Regions from separate parts of the Sus scrofa genome. Here all the other regions are linked to region 2. The links are chromatin contacts, called in public HiChIP or PLAC-seq maps. All regions are on one chromosome and are shown on one strand. Each heading gives the region's core, a stretch centred on a gene start, on an enhancer-like site or on the middle of the called end of the contact. The rest is flanking DNA. Distances are from core to core; before and after follow the strand shown. Region 1 overlaps LOC100512907 (a long non-coding RNA gene). Region 2 overlaps LOC100512907 (a long non-coding RNA gene). Region 3 overlaps LOC100512907 (a long non-coding RNA gene).

Region 1 (4,984 bases), core at 1,566-4,065, 140 kb after region 2:
GGAAAAAAATGGAGAGCTAGCAGATTGCCCTTAATTATTTTTATCCCCCTAATTTATTTTTGTCTTTATTAAAAGAAGAAGAAACATACAAGCATTCTTGGAGAAACTGATTTTTCTGCTTAACGAGGCATGTATTAAACGTCTTTTCATTAGCCAGAGACTAGTTCCCCATGCCTCCTGCATGCTGCCAAGAATGAGAGTAACCTCTGGAAGGTAAGTTCCCCCGTCCTCAGAGGGCTTCCGTTCTGCTGGAGGCAGAACCCACGTGTCTTTCCCTCTCCTTCTGGAGGTGGGGGCAAGTGTCCCTTCTTGTAGAAAATCCCAAGACCTTTGTCTAGCAAAGGTATTTGCACCTGCAGTCATGCTGTCTTCACCAGTCCCCAAACCCAACACCCTTGGCTCTTCCTGCTCTGTGCTCAAGCTCTTTGATCTTCCATCTTCCTAAGCTCCCCTTTTAGCCTCCCTACTCTTGGAACAACTCTGCTCTTTCCAGGATGCCAGTTTCCAGAGCACCTGCCTGTGAAGACTTCTTCACACGTGGCTCTTAGTTACACCTTCTCTCGGTTCCTGCAGCTACTGTGCTCAGAAGTCCACCACATAAGGCGTGGGTGATCCCATCCAAGATAAATCTGTGAGCCCATCAGCAGCAGTGAGTTTGGCTTTGCGTACTTCTATCACAAGACATGATGCAATGTGTTATGTTCCATCAATGTTTGCTGAGCCAATTTAAAACAAACTGAGAAGACGGTGTCATTCTTTTACTGTGTGCTGGCAGTCTTGCCATGTCTCTGGTTTACACTCTCCCCGAATCACCTCCCATCCACAGATCCCTTACTCAACCTCAGTAGGAACAAAAGTTCCTTGGCTGCGTGGGAGAGACTCTGAAGATGAGGCCTGGAAATTGGTGGGTTTTGTTTGCTTGCTTTTGTGTTTTAAGAGCTCATGAGATGACTCTGATCAACAGCCAGGTTTGGGAACCACGGGACTTGCCAGTTTCTATTTTTACTAGTTCTTACAGCCTAGCCCACCAGTTACTGCTTCTAGATAGTCTATGCCTATTTCATGATGAGTGTTTACTTCTAAGATGATTCTTGAACTTCTGGACTCACCATTTTACTTTCCATTAAGCAATGAGGGGTGTGAATTCTTCCTGGTTATTTGTTCAACAAGTATTTACTTAGCTTCCTCCAAGGACTAACTGACTCTTGGCTTCCTATTGGGGACTGCCCACTAACTTGATTTGGAACTCTTTCCCTCAAGGGAGATTTTTTTAAAGCATAGAGTAATTATGTACGATTCCAATTCAGGACAAAGTGGGCAGTAACTTACATTTTTAGCTCTTAAGTGGGTGCTCATGGCCATATGCAACTCTTGAGTGCAGAGATTAAACACTAAATATAGAACCAGGCTCATCTATACAGTGTAATTGTGGATTTCTAAGTTTTAGCTGCCAAGCCACAAGAGATGAGGGAGCTATTCAGAGGAATGGATTAGTTTAGCAAATATTCTACACTCTCCCCCAAATCACAGTTTTCAATAAATTAGGTGGCAACTGAGAAAATGTTACTCTTATCCCTACAAGTCTATACATCTTATACTTTTTATAGCCCTTGACCACTCGCTATGTGGGTTTTTTTGAGACTCACCTCCCCCCACCCCCCAGGAGGATGACTGCTGATCCTCTTAACATTGTTATGGTTTTCCAAGCACCCAAGCCCTTGGGTGTGACGCGCTTCTGCACCTGGACTCTCCATTAGTTCCAAGCAATATAAATAGAAAAGCAGCCATCAGTGAGGGATAGGAGGCAAAATGGCAGAGGGATACTATTTTTCGTTGAGGTACAGTTGATTTACAATGATTAGTTTCAGATGTAAAATATAATGATTCAAAATTGTATAGAGCATATTTCATTTACAGTTATACTACATTGGCTGTATTCCCTGTGCTCGACAATATATACTTACAGCCTATTTATTGTATACACAGTGGTTTGTACCTCACATCTCTACCCCATCTGGCTCCTTCCTCTCTTCCCTTTGCCCACAGGTAGTCACCAATTTGTTCTCTTTGTCTATGAGTCTGTCGTTACAGTCACTCTGTTTATTTGTTTAGATTCCACGTATCGGTGATATCGTACAGTATTTACCTTTCTCTGACTTATTTCACAAAGCCTAACACCCTCCAATCCGTTGTTGCAAAGGGTCACATGTCACTTTATTTTTATTTATTTTTTACAGCTGAGTCGTCTTGGCAGGGGGACACCATTAGAGAGTGAAAACAATGGCTCTGTGAAAATAAGGAGTCATAACACCGGGCAGGATCTCGTCGGGTCTGCAGAGGAAAAGTGTGGCGTGGAACTCCAGACGTATCTAACGCAGGGCACTTGTTCAGTACAACATCCGGCTTTTGTTCACGTCCACCAGCATCCTTTAGAAATAGACAACCCAAAGCCCATACAAAGGAAGCTGCTCCAACACTGACTTCTAATTAGATCACCACCCTCACTGGAGGAAAAAGGAAAATGCATCTGTCTACTGTTTCCTTAAAATCTGCTCCTGCTTTATCTGAAGGCTATAAAACAAACATCCTAAACGCTGCACTGAACTTGAGTTCAAAAGTTCAACAGTACAGGGAGAAATGGCAGCACCATCCCGGAGGAGAGGGTGGGCTGGGGGCTGCAGATGGGAGAAGGGCCACTGCGTCTCCCTCCTCCCACTCAGACCATCTGCAAAAGTTTAGGCCTCCCAACCATGCCGACCTCCAGGCCCATAGCCGTTACTCAAGCTGCACCTGCCCGGGATTAAGTTTCCTGCTGGTGAATGATCGTTTCTTTCCTTTAGTGGGTCCACAGCTGTCACGTGATAGAGTGGCAAGCAGGAAGAGGGAGCCCGCCCCTTGCAAAACGGGCTGAGCCGAACACCGACTTGGGTGACTCATCTTCAAAAACCTGTTCCTGAAAGGCTTTTGCATGTTTTTATCACTTCTTGCTTCAGCTCTCAGATAATTAAAGCCTGTCAGGGAAAGAGCTCTAACCTGGAAAACAACAGACTATCTCTATGATTCATTAGAGCTTCATAAGAATGAATAGGGCCCATTGTCTTTCTCTTTCCCCTTTGACCCTAAAGGCCCTGCAGTCTATGGTTTCTAACCTTGCTAAAAAGAGAGATAAACTCTGAAAAGGAGTGCAGCAGCTCCCCATAAGGAAGGCTCAATTGCGTGGCAGAAGTCAGTTACACCTGCTTGCCAGGATTTTGCTAATCCAAGCAATTTATCCATAGCGTGCCTATGATAATCTGGGACTGCCATTGTACCAGTGATGGAGTCAACTCTTAGATTCACTTTCACAGCTTCGAGGGTTATAGAGCGAATTTATATAAAATCTGTACATAATATTTGGAAATTCTACCTAAGAGTACATTGACAAAGGAGTGCATGGTTAGTCATAAGCAAAGTTAACTACAACAAGGAGAAGATTATGCTAGCCAAAATATATGATAAAGAATCATGGCTTTCCCTCAAAAGGACAGTTCTATATTTCATTTAAAAAAAGAAAAAAGAAAGAAAGCACAAAGCTGGATTTATATGAAAGGCTTCCCAAAGGTTAATCGAAACACCATATGCCTCCCCCAATCAGCGTGAACCAGTAGGGATGCAGGATTGTCAACCGTTCCAGGGGTCACAAATCAATGCGCAGGGGTCAAAGAGATGCTCGGGCAGTGACTTTCCTTCTAAGAATTCCACTCCTGCATAGCAAGAATGCTATTGCATTTTACACACACACAGCCTGGACACACCACAAGTGCAATCCCCCAGGTGAAACACCACCAAGCCGCCAGATGAGCAAACATACATTAAAGGGAAGAGCAGGGTGGCTTAGATTGAACTTCAAGGCTATCAGAGATAGAGAAATAAAATTAGGATTTAAGAAAAATTTTAAAGTCCCTTTCATTACCCAGCCACATCCCTCCCATACCCAGAAGTGCCAACTCTGGCTCCAAGTATCCTAAGACATTTAAAGGCTGACAAGAAGAAATTCCCATCTACTGCCCTAACACTTAATGTGGGCAGATGTCAACTGTTGGTGCCCAGGTGTTGAAACGTGCCTGTCTCACTTTGAAGCAGTAAGACAAGACAGGCTGAATACTTGTGGTTGATTATTGCAGCTCTCAAGTGAAGGCCAAAACGACTCTGAACACATGAGAAATGGAATACTCTTTCAAAACGCTCTGACTGAAGTGCCTCATTTTAGATTGCAAAATGGATTTTATACATTTCAGCTTTAAAAAAAAAAAAAAAAAAAAGAGGGAAGGAAAAAGAAAGAAAACAGGCGGATCGGTTTATTTTCTGAGCACAGTATTAATGACTAGATGACATCACCAACAGCCAATCAGAAATCTCTCTGGAGTCGGGTGTTCTAACACCATTTCATATTTATGGGTAAGCACCAGAAGGGTGTCAACCCTAAGCTGCATTTTCCTCCCTACTCACTTCTAAACAAAGTGCCTGCTTTCATTCAGCAGCCAAACTGGGGCGGGGGGCGGGGGGAGGGAACCACCTCTGTCTCTTCTTTCTCCTCCCAGGCTGTTTTCTGACAATCCCAAAATAATAAGTGGAAAGCAAGAGAGAACGCCTGGGACCTTATGTCACTGCTTCCTGCAAAGCTGAACAGTCTCTGGAGCTTCAGAAAAGTCCTTCACTGACAAACCAAAGCCAAGACTTCATCTGTTAAACCTTTAAGAGCAGAAAGGAGAGACGGCTTGCAGAAGACAGGGTCAAGGCTCTCTGTACTCAAGAAGTGAATGCGATTGGTTTTCCCCCTCCTATTTTTTTCAATCATTCTCTACTCCCACAACTTCCTCCCCTTCTAAAGCAATGTTGAAGAAGAGAAACAAGTTAACCCTGCCATGGTTAATCTTAGGCCAGTGCACATAGAACAGCTCAGCTTCACTCTCACCCAGATGGATGGAGGCCAGACATCATCAGG
Region 2 (4,554 bases), core at 10-2,509:
CAACTGAATAGAAGATAGAGATTATTTTTGTATCTTGACCTTAGTCTAAAATGCTATTGAGAAAGCTGCACCTTACCAGTTAAGGGACTTACCTAGCTGTGAAATAGTGACCCACGCAGTATAGGAAGTTTAATACATTCAAAAAGTTCCAAGTGCACAACCAGTACAATTTACTAAAGTAAGAGGCGACCAGGCGGGGATGCTGCCTACACACTTGCTCACTTTTTCGTCCATTAACAAAAAGTTCTATTTTATGCCAAGGCAACATAAGAATATTATTTTATTGCACCAAGAATGCCACCACCATGAAGCATGAGAGCTGTTGTTCTGACCCTAAAAAGGAGCTAACGTGGTTTAAAAGTAATTAAGAAGGAAAGCTGACTCTCTGTGTTTTGCACCTCGGTCAGCGTGGCTACTGGGTTCCCTGCAGCCTGCCAAAGTCGGCAAAATGACAGTGCTTGTAACCACCCGATTTCTAAAACTGTAAGCTTCTATTGTGAAGAAGCTTGATTTTCTGCTTTAGAAATCCATCACCTGCCGGTCGGTCCTCGTGGCATATTGCTAAGAGACACCACAAAGGGCCCAGGTGCACACATGGGGAATCAAGTTCTTCTCTCCTTTTAATTACAGGTCGGCAACCGTCAGGGGGATGGTGGAGAAACTGCCTCCCTAAAACGTTCATTAGAGATGGCAATTTGCTAGCGGGGAAACAAAAACGGCCTCCTTCAACTCACTCATCTGCAGAAGCCCCCCCCCCCCAACCCCAAGGTGAATTATGCCTCTGTAATCACACGCTGGCCACACTGAGGCTCTGGGCTCAGCCCAGAACGCTTCCAGAGGGGAGGCAGGGACAGAAAAGCAGAGGTCACAAGGAAAGAGCAAGCCCTGAAGAAAGCGTTCAGACGTCCCGAACCTGTGCGAACAGTTCCTTCTACTTCCTGTTTAAGCTGTTACCCACCCCGCAGGAGGGACAGTTGTTATCTTAGTAATTTCAAAAGCTATTAAGTGAGGATGAAGGAGGGAGCTAAGGAAGTGAGGTGGGAGGGAAGGAGTTTCTCTGTTTGTGTGCATGTGTGCGTGTGTGCGTGCGTGCGTGTGTGTGTGTGTGTGTGTGTTGTGAGTCAGCAAAAGCCGGAAGCCTGACAAAAGACTTCAAACAACAAGCTGGAAAGGAGGACAATAGCTTCCACCCCCAGACAGTGAGAAATTGCATTATCCTAAGGGATCGCGGCCACCCGTGCTCAGTGCAGATAAGTGAGGAGCTCTCTGTTCTGGCCAATAGGAGCCAGGCAGCCGCAGCTGCTCGCGGAAGCCCTGGGTGGCCTCCGTCCCAGCCGCTCCAAATGGTTTCAAGGCAAAAGCACTGCAGCTGGGTGGTGCTCAGAAGCTCAGGGGGTGGGAGGGGAGGCTGACAAAGTGGAGGCTGGCAAGTTGCACCCCCCACCCCCCCACACGCCAGGTGCTCTAAATCCCCTCTCCCGCTTAGGGAAACCACACACAGGTCTCCAGGCTGACTCCTCAGGCAGCTGTGTCAGAGCCTGCCTCCCCATCATTCCACAGCACACAGTGAAACGGTGCCTCAGAGACGGCGGACCCTATGGGGAAACTTCCCCGCCACACAGTTCTTCGTGCTCCAGGAGCAAGAGGATAATTAATGCCACTTGGCCAAAGAGAGGGGCATTCCAAATGCAGTCATCAAGGAGACTGAAGCCTCGCCACACAACCTACACTGCAGACACAAAGCCCTGGAGACAAAAAAAAGACTTGGGCAAATCCGATCAGGAACTTCCATCTGCAGTAAAAAGGTGAAATTCAAAAGGGTATATTCACTATCCTGAGTGGAAAAAAAAAAAATCTTCATATTTGAGGAAAAGTGTATGAAAGTTACATCAGGGGCTAGCTCACTTCTGGAAATACTATTATTTACGGGGGAAGAATTAACTAAATAAAAAAGCATGCATTGAATATATTAATGAGTACTTGCCATCCAGTTTTACAGTATTACTTGTCACGGGTTATATTTTTAAATGTTTTCATGTCCGTGGCTCATATCTATGCAGTATGTCCACCTGACAAGTTTGTTAAAAGCACAAGAGAAGCTGATGATGCTGAAACCCCATATTTACATGCAGTTCCCAGACCAGATAACCACTGGCAGGCCCTAACTTTGTATACGAATTCTTTTGAAAGAAATATATACATATGTAATTTTTAAATCAAACACACACACACAGGTGTGTGCAAACGTTAACAAAAATGAGAGAAGCGGTAAAGACAGAAAAGTATTAAAGTTCGAGCCCTGACTGCCTCACAAGTGCTGTTAAGAATATTCTGTGCAAAGTCAAAATGGGTAGGAGTGTTAAAAATTAAAATCAAGTCATCTGGCATCTCAATCACTGAAACGGAGGTTGAAAGACGCAGGAGACATTTTCCCCTCAGCCCTTGATTTGCTATGGGGCCTGCATCAAGTTGTGCTATGCCTCTGTTATAACATCTGCAAAATGGAGATAACGCTTCACACTACCTACCTCAGAGAGCTGCCAGAAGATTAGATCCCAAAAAAGAAAATCCTCAAAGCCCTTTGAGTTTCTCATAAATATAAGACGTGCAACTTAATAAAATACCAGCACCCTCGACAAAACTCCTAAGAGGCTCCAGGCTACAGAAACAGGAAACAGACACCAGGAATACAACACAGCAGATACCACACAGGACACAGCATTTAAGACCAGGGAGGCGGCAGGCCACGTCACCCCCCAGCTTCTAGGGAAAAGGTGGGGGAAATAACTCTGAAATTCACAACTACTCAGACAAAATCAAATATCTAGATAAAGGGGAAAAAAAATACAACACTGTTTCGACAAATCACCAGTAAGTAAAAATGATGCAATCCTGACACGTAAACCCAAATTCTTGCTTAAAGGTTCAGAGCTACACAAAGACAATCAAGCAACATCATTCTAGTAGTTTTCCAGTGCTAGTCAAGTCTCTTATTAAGTTGGTTCCATGGAGGGGTACATGTAATGATGTCCTCACACTGAATGAAATTTGAGCCCAGAAAACATAGAGTACTTTTGACCCATTTGTAACAGAAACAAAGCCAAAATGGATTTTACATTGCCACCTCTAGAAAACAATTACTTTGGGGTTCACAAGGAAATCGGGAGAAAAGTATTAAATGTTATGGAAAATTTGATATTTGAATGGATTCAATACACATTTATTCTATTATACAGTATTACATTAAACACTTATTGTGGGCCATGTGTCAGGTTAAAATTAAAAAAGATAAGCAATATCCTATTCCTGGCTCTAATGAACCTCAAAGTCTGGCAAGGAGCAGACAGACACGATAAAGGAGAAAACAGTGTGGGTTAGAATCAAGTACAAACAGAGTGCTTTGGAGGAACAGAGGAAAGAAGTAATTAATTCTGCATGGAGGGTTGGGGGGGAGGTTCAGGAAAGCTTCAAAGAATCTGACACTGGAACAGGACCTTACAAAATGAACACAAACACCAACTACAGAAGAAGGGCACAGGGCTTTCTCAATAAGCAAATAGCAGCCCCTATGTCAGGGTGTGTCTCAAATAGGCCCTCCTTAAAGGAAGCACAATGGAGACTGGGAGGGCTTGACTGCAAGGCTTTGTAGGATAAGAGAAAGAGAGCATCACAGAGTATTTCTGAAAAGGGACTTGGTATTTTCTGTAACTCAGTGTACAAGACTAAGGTAAAACAGACAGGGGCAGGAGAGGTGGCACCAGCCCCTGGCCTGAGGCAGACCCTAGGGACACCGACAGCATTGCTGAGGCCAATTCTCTTGGTGGAGGCGCAACAGATAAAGAGGCAGAGAAGCCAATGGGCTTGGCAAGCATAACCATGACTCAGGAATGGTTGGGACCAGGGCTTCCAGGAGAAGGGGCAGGCCCAAGCTAGGTGGGTAAAGCATAGTGTCATAGTATGACTAACAGCCTACAAAAATAACAGGCCCTTTATCCCTGGAACCTGTAAGTGCTACCTTGTATGGCAAAGAGACTGCCAACGCAATTAAATTAGGGATCCTGAGATGCAGAGATTATTCTGGATTATCCAGTTGAGTCTTAAATGCAAGCACAGGTATGCTTATAAGAGGGAGGTAGAGGGGAATTTGACCACAGACAGAAGAAGGAAAGGCATTCAGACCATGGAGGCAGATACTGGAGTGATGCAGCCTCAAGCTAGGGAATCTCAGTAGCTGCTAGACACCAGAAAATACAAGCAACAGGTTCTGTGCTAGGCCTCCAGAAGGCACATGGCCCTGTGAACACCTCGATTTGTTGCTGTAAGCCACCAAGCTTGTGGCAATTTGTTACAGTCATAGGAAACAAAAACGCAATGAGCAGAGTCACCTCCCAGGTGCTCCTTAGATGTCACAACCACCAGTCTTGATTGGAGTAACTCAGATGCAAGGGACCTCAGCTATCAGGATGTTGTGGTCCAAGCTGAAGCCACAGAGGAAGGCTAGATTATTCAACTGAGTAACTAGGTAATGAGATCCCAGGAATAGCCCAGACCAGG
Region 3 (4,585 bases), core at 1,687-4,186, 180 kb after region 2:
CAGAAAAGGAAGAGAGATCCTGAGACTCCCATTTCTACTATGTGTGCTTTTAGGATTTATGGTGGGGTGGGGACAATTCATTCAAACAGATTTCATTTCATTAGGCTGTACGTAAAGAGGTTGAGTCAGGGCCAAAATGCATCAATAATGGCACAATTCATTCAGTTCACCCATCTGGATCGTGCTGCCTCTGGTTCCAGTGTTCTGACGGGATCTGAGAAGCCTGCAGTTTGAGAAACGAGTACCCTCTGTAGCCCCACGCCTCGTGTGAGTACAGGCGCCTCATTTCAGACAGCAGATGCTTGAGCCAACAGTCGTGTGTCACTGGGGAAGAGGAGTGCCTTCTAGAGAGCGCCTCTTCTGCAGAGAAGAAACATCTCAGTTCCTGAGCAACTTTAATTTGCCACACTGTATTTTTATAGACACTTCCAAACAATTAAAGCCCTGTGCTGCAAATTCAAATTGCTCATGCCTAGTTGCAAATTTTATTGCCACGAACGGGGTCCCAGAGAAGCCCTATTAACTTTACTGGCAACTCGTGGCTCCCCGGTTATGAGTCATCGCCAGTGAAGTAATTCAGAGATCATTGCCAGGGTGGCGGAAAGGGAGCACACAGCAGCAAGAGTAAGGAGGAGGCGGGCCAGCAAGATCCCAGAAGGAAAAAAGAAACATGATGAGAACTGCGAGGAAGGCCAAGTCCTTGAAGTTAAAGAAAAGGAATCAGGTGATCACTGAGGAGAAGGAGCGGGCCCACCACTGCCCCTTCCAAGAGATCAGGGTGAAAACCACCTGCACTGTCCCAAATGGTATCACTTAGAAAAGCTTGCAAGTGTGAATACACTTAATAGTCACTTCTGTTCAGCTTCTGCAACCTGTATCTCATATCTGAATCAGGTCAGAAAAAGACACAGGAAAAAGCCATTTTCGTGCTTATTCATTCAAGTACGTTAGCAAAAGACAGATGTTATAACCGATCTCCTAGCTCACTGTAGAAAATGAAGGAGAGCAAATGTGAAAATAAGTTCACCTGTTCCCAATTCCTGCTCAACTACTGTTAAATGTTCTGGCATAGTTCCTTTTCAATATTTAAAAGTACATTTTTACATGGGTTTTCTTGGTTTGTTTGTTTCTGAGGTTTGGTTTTTTTTTTTTTTTTTGGCTTTTTAGGGCCACACCCTCAGGGTAGGGGTTCCCAGGCTAGGGATTCGATCAGAGCTGCGGCTGCCGGCCTATGCCATAGCCACAGCAATACCAGATCTGAGCCACATCTGCAACCTACACCACAGCTCATGGCAACATCAGATCCTTAACCCACTGAGTGAGGACAGGGATCGAACCTGAATCCTCATGGATATTGGTCAGGTTGTTAACTCACTGAGCCCCAAGGGGACCTCCCAACATAGGTTGTTTATTGGACATTTATCTGCAATCTTATATTCCTTTCATATTTTCTAATGTAAATCAAACTTAAATATGAATTAAAAATAACTCCTAAACAGTTTTAATGTGCAATATTCCTCTCGTACACTTAAACATATATAATTATTTATATTGTTGTATGATGGGGATATCGTCATTTTTTTTCCCTTTTAAAGATTTCTTGTGTCTACAAAAGAGGAAAGTATGTTTATCTTTCAAGGTCTCTAAGATGTGCATTCCTAAAAAAAGAAACACACCATACCAAGATTTAGAGTATTCTGTAATCATAATCATTTAAGCAACTTTTATTAATCAGTTAGATAACTGATATTCTAACTGATAGGAACTTCAGCCCTTTTTTTTTTTTTGTCTTTTTGCTAATTCTTGGGCCACTCCTGCGGCATATGGAGGTTCCCAGGCTAGGGGTCGAATCGGAGCTGTAGCCACCGGCCTACGCCAGAGCCACAGCAACGCAGGATCCGAACCGCGTCTGCGACCTACACCACAGCTTACGGCAACGCCGGATCCTTACCTTAAGCCACTGAGCAAGGGCAGGGATCGAACCCGCAACCTCATGGTTCCTAGTCGGATTCGCTAACCACTGCGCCACGACAGGAACTCCTCCTAGCCCTTTTTAATAATGCATTTTCGCATGGATCCCAGACTATCACGTCTTCAACGGCATTTTTTAGGGAGTGATTTTACTTTCTAAAACATCTCTGTCTAGTAGTTCCACGGTAAAAGCAAATACACGCAGGAGGATAGAAAAAAACGCTGTGGAGGAAGGCAGGAGGGGAAGAGGAGGAGAGGGGAGAAATGATGCCTACTCTATGGTGAACCCTAGACACTTTTTCACTTATTTCTCAAGTTTTGCCCTGAAAAATATCTCCTCACACATGAAGTGGAACAAAAAAATAGCGCGTTCAGGTTTAAACGAGGCAGGGGACAGGATGAGAGCGGGTCCAAGAGTTCAGAGGCAGAGAAGGAAGGAGGGAGGGGCCAAGCCGACAAGGCACCCTCCACTTCTTCTCTTTGGTTCCTGGGCCTCCCCTCCAGGCCAAAGCTGTGGGAGGCCTCCAGAGCCAGAAAAGCTTACGACGACCCTCCCTCCGCCCCATTCAGTTCTGCGCCCAAGGACCCCACCCCTCCCCAGCCCGGCCCAGCCCCACTGGGCCAGGCCCGGCAGCAGCAGCAGCTCCAGGCACCCGAAGGTCATTGCTCGGTTTGGCACCAAACGTTCCCTCAGTGAAAACAGGCCTCCAAAGAAGAATGAAGCAACAGCCAGGAAAGAACCACTTTGCACACAGACTTCCAAGGAGAATTAGCCTCGTGAAATCCTCTGTGCAAAAGTTCACACCATAAAACAGCTGCTGCTCCATGTCTCGGGGTTCTAATTAGCCCCCGGCTCCTGAGGTGCACAGAACTTCTGGCCAACGGTGTCCAAGCTGCTCAGCTCTTCCCGGTGCCGTTAGATCCCCAAAGAGCCCTTGGTCAAAAAACTAGGTCATCAGCTTATCCGCCGCGAAGCATTTACTGTCGTTTCCAACGGCGTGTTCTGCTCAAGAGGTTATGATAATAAAGGAAGGGCTGCAAACATGCTTTCTTTCAAGTCCTGGCCTGCACGTTGCCACTTCCAAAACACTGGCTCCTTACCTTATCTTACTCTGGCTCTTTTAGACTCAAACCCACTGAACTCTGACCCTTTTCTGGATGAATACAAATCATTCCTTGAATGACTCTATCAAAGTTTATCTAAGCTCTCTCCCCACCACCGTCCCAGCTTTAACCTAACAGGTCCATGCCAAAAAAAAAAAAAAAAAGATTCCTGTTTCAAAAAGTATTAGCATGCTTTACCCCTGCCAAAGTTTACAGCATAGTTACATCCTGCCATAGAAAGGATGGGGCTGGGGGGGGGGGGGGCGGGATGCGGAGGAGGGCAGCTGTTTTTTCAATCAACTCCAGCAGAAAACCTCCCACGTCCCCCACACTGCTTCGTCCACACCCCCAGCAGGGCGAAGAGGGAGACCACGTGGCAAGTTTTATTTCTCCGAGGAGGAATCAAGCTAGCTGGCTGGCTGGCTTTCTCCATTCTCCCGTAATTGACCAAGATCCTTTCTCATTCACCTGGGGACCATTACAGATCCACGCCAAAGGGTTGGGTCTCTGCTCCCCTGGAGGCTGACTCCCGTTCTGATGGAGCCCGAGGCTTCGATCTCCTCCCCATCCATCCTCGCCAGAATCTTGCATCCTCCCACTTGAGCACAGCCCAGCTCAGGGGCACGCATGTCAGTGTCATACAAATAACAAACTCCAAGGTGGGTTATTTTTCATCCCACACCTTCCAGGAATGTGCTGCAACACCTTCCCACAAAAGGACACAGCTGCTGCTGACAGTGTCACAGCATCCCAACCAGCTATGTCCTCCCCTCCGAGCTCAGCAACTGGGCTTCTCCTTGCTCTTCGGACATGTGAAGAGGAAGGAAGGGAACCTGGGGGGCGTGCACAGGACAAAAAGCAGCTGCGGCCCACCCCCTCCTCCGCCTGCCCAAGAGCTCTCAACCCAGGGACCTTGAGATCAAAGGGTGGCTCCACCCAGGCGCTACCTCTGATTATTTTTCTCCCTTCCAGTAGGCAAGCAGAGAAAAGGGAAAATAAGGACAAATGTGTTCCAAACAGAAATACTGCCTAACACTAATTTGGCTTTGGGCAAGGACCAGATTTTAGGCCCGATATCTCCATCTCTGTCCAACGGTTAAGAAACTAGGGTGCAGCCTTGATCCAGCTCTGAAGCCTGCTGCCCAGAGCCTCTGCCAGACCCAGAGGAGCAACAGAACCCCAGACTGTTCCTCATTCCCTAGCTGCTCCCCCCTTTTTTTATTCTTGGTAAATTCTTTTTTTTTTTAATGCTGTGGTAATACTAATTACTATGGAATGGACTTTTAACTGCAAAACTTACATTCCTGGTGTGAAATGGTTCAGTATTTAGAGAAGACAGTACGTGTACATGAGCTGTTCTTCTAAAAAGCCTCTCGATCTTTTCTCAAATGACTGAACTGTAGCCAAAGAATGTGAATCAATGTTGATGTTATAGCTGAAGAAAAATCTAGGTTTAGGTAGCATTCATCTATGACCAATGTCATAACATGTTGCCCGTCACCCATTTAAA

The links. HiChIP or PLAC-seq counts read pairs in DNA pulled down with a chosen protein or histone mark.
Region 1: an H3K27ac HiChIP or PLAC-seq map of skeletal muscle shows a contact between it and region 2. The contact joins two enhancer-like sites. A contact is called at or near these places in 2 of 47 Hi-C or Micro-C datasets (embryonic fibroblasts and skeletal muscle) and 1 of 2 datasets of contacts at active chromatin or transcription factors (skeletal muscle).
Region 3: a contact with region 2 is called in an H3K27ac HiChIP or PLAC-seq map of skeletal muscle. The contact joins two enhancer-like sites. A contact is called at or near these places in 1 of 47 Hi-C or Micro-C datasets (skeletal muscle) and 1 of 2 datasets of contacts at active chromatin or transcription factors (skeletal muscle).

Annotation. Positions count from the first base shown.
Region 1 is chr7:17,096,977-17,101,960 of Sscrofa11.1, reverse strand. The region is part of intron 3 of LOC100512907 (a long non-coding RNA gene); the gene reads right to left. Among named protein-coding and RNA genes, the nearest start is that of SOX4, 210 kb to the right of the region's middle. Within about 2 kb of position 2,815, at least 22 of the 83 cell types and tissues checked have an H3K27ac peak or open chromatin away from gene starts, as enhancers often do. A contact at or near this core is called in skeletal muscle, where this site is marked.
Region 2 is chr7:17,239,401-17,243,954 of Sscrofa11.1, reverse strand. The region is part of intron 5 of LOC100512907 (a long non-coding RNA gene); the gene reads right to left. Among named protein-coding and RNA genes, the nearest start is that of PRL, 220 kb to the left of the region's middle. Within about 2 kb of position 1,259, at least 38 of the 83 cell types and tissues checked have an H3K27ac peak or open chromatin away from gene starts, as enhancers often do. A contact at or near this core is called in skeletal muscle, where this site is marked.
Region 3 is chr7:17,065,457-17,070,041 of Sscrofa11.1, reverse strand. The region is part of intron 3 of LOC100512907 (a long non-coding RNA gene); the gene reads right to left. Among named protein-coding and RNA genes, the nearest start is that of SOX4, 180 kb to the right of the region's middle. Within about 2 kb of position 2,936, at least 19 of the 83 cell types and tissues checked have an H3K27ac peak or open chromatin away from gene starts, as enhancers often do. A contact at or near this core is called in skeletal muscle, where this site is marked.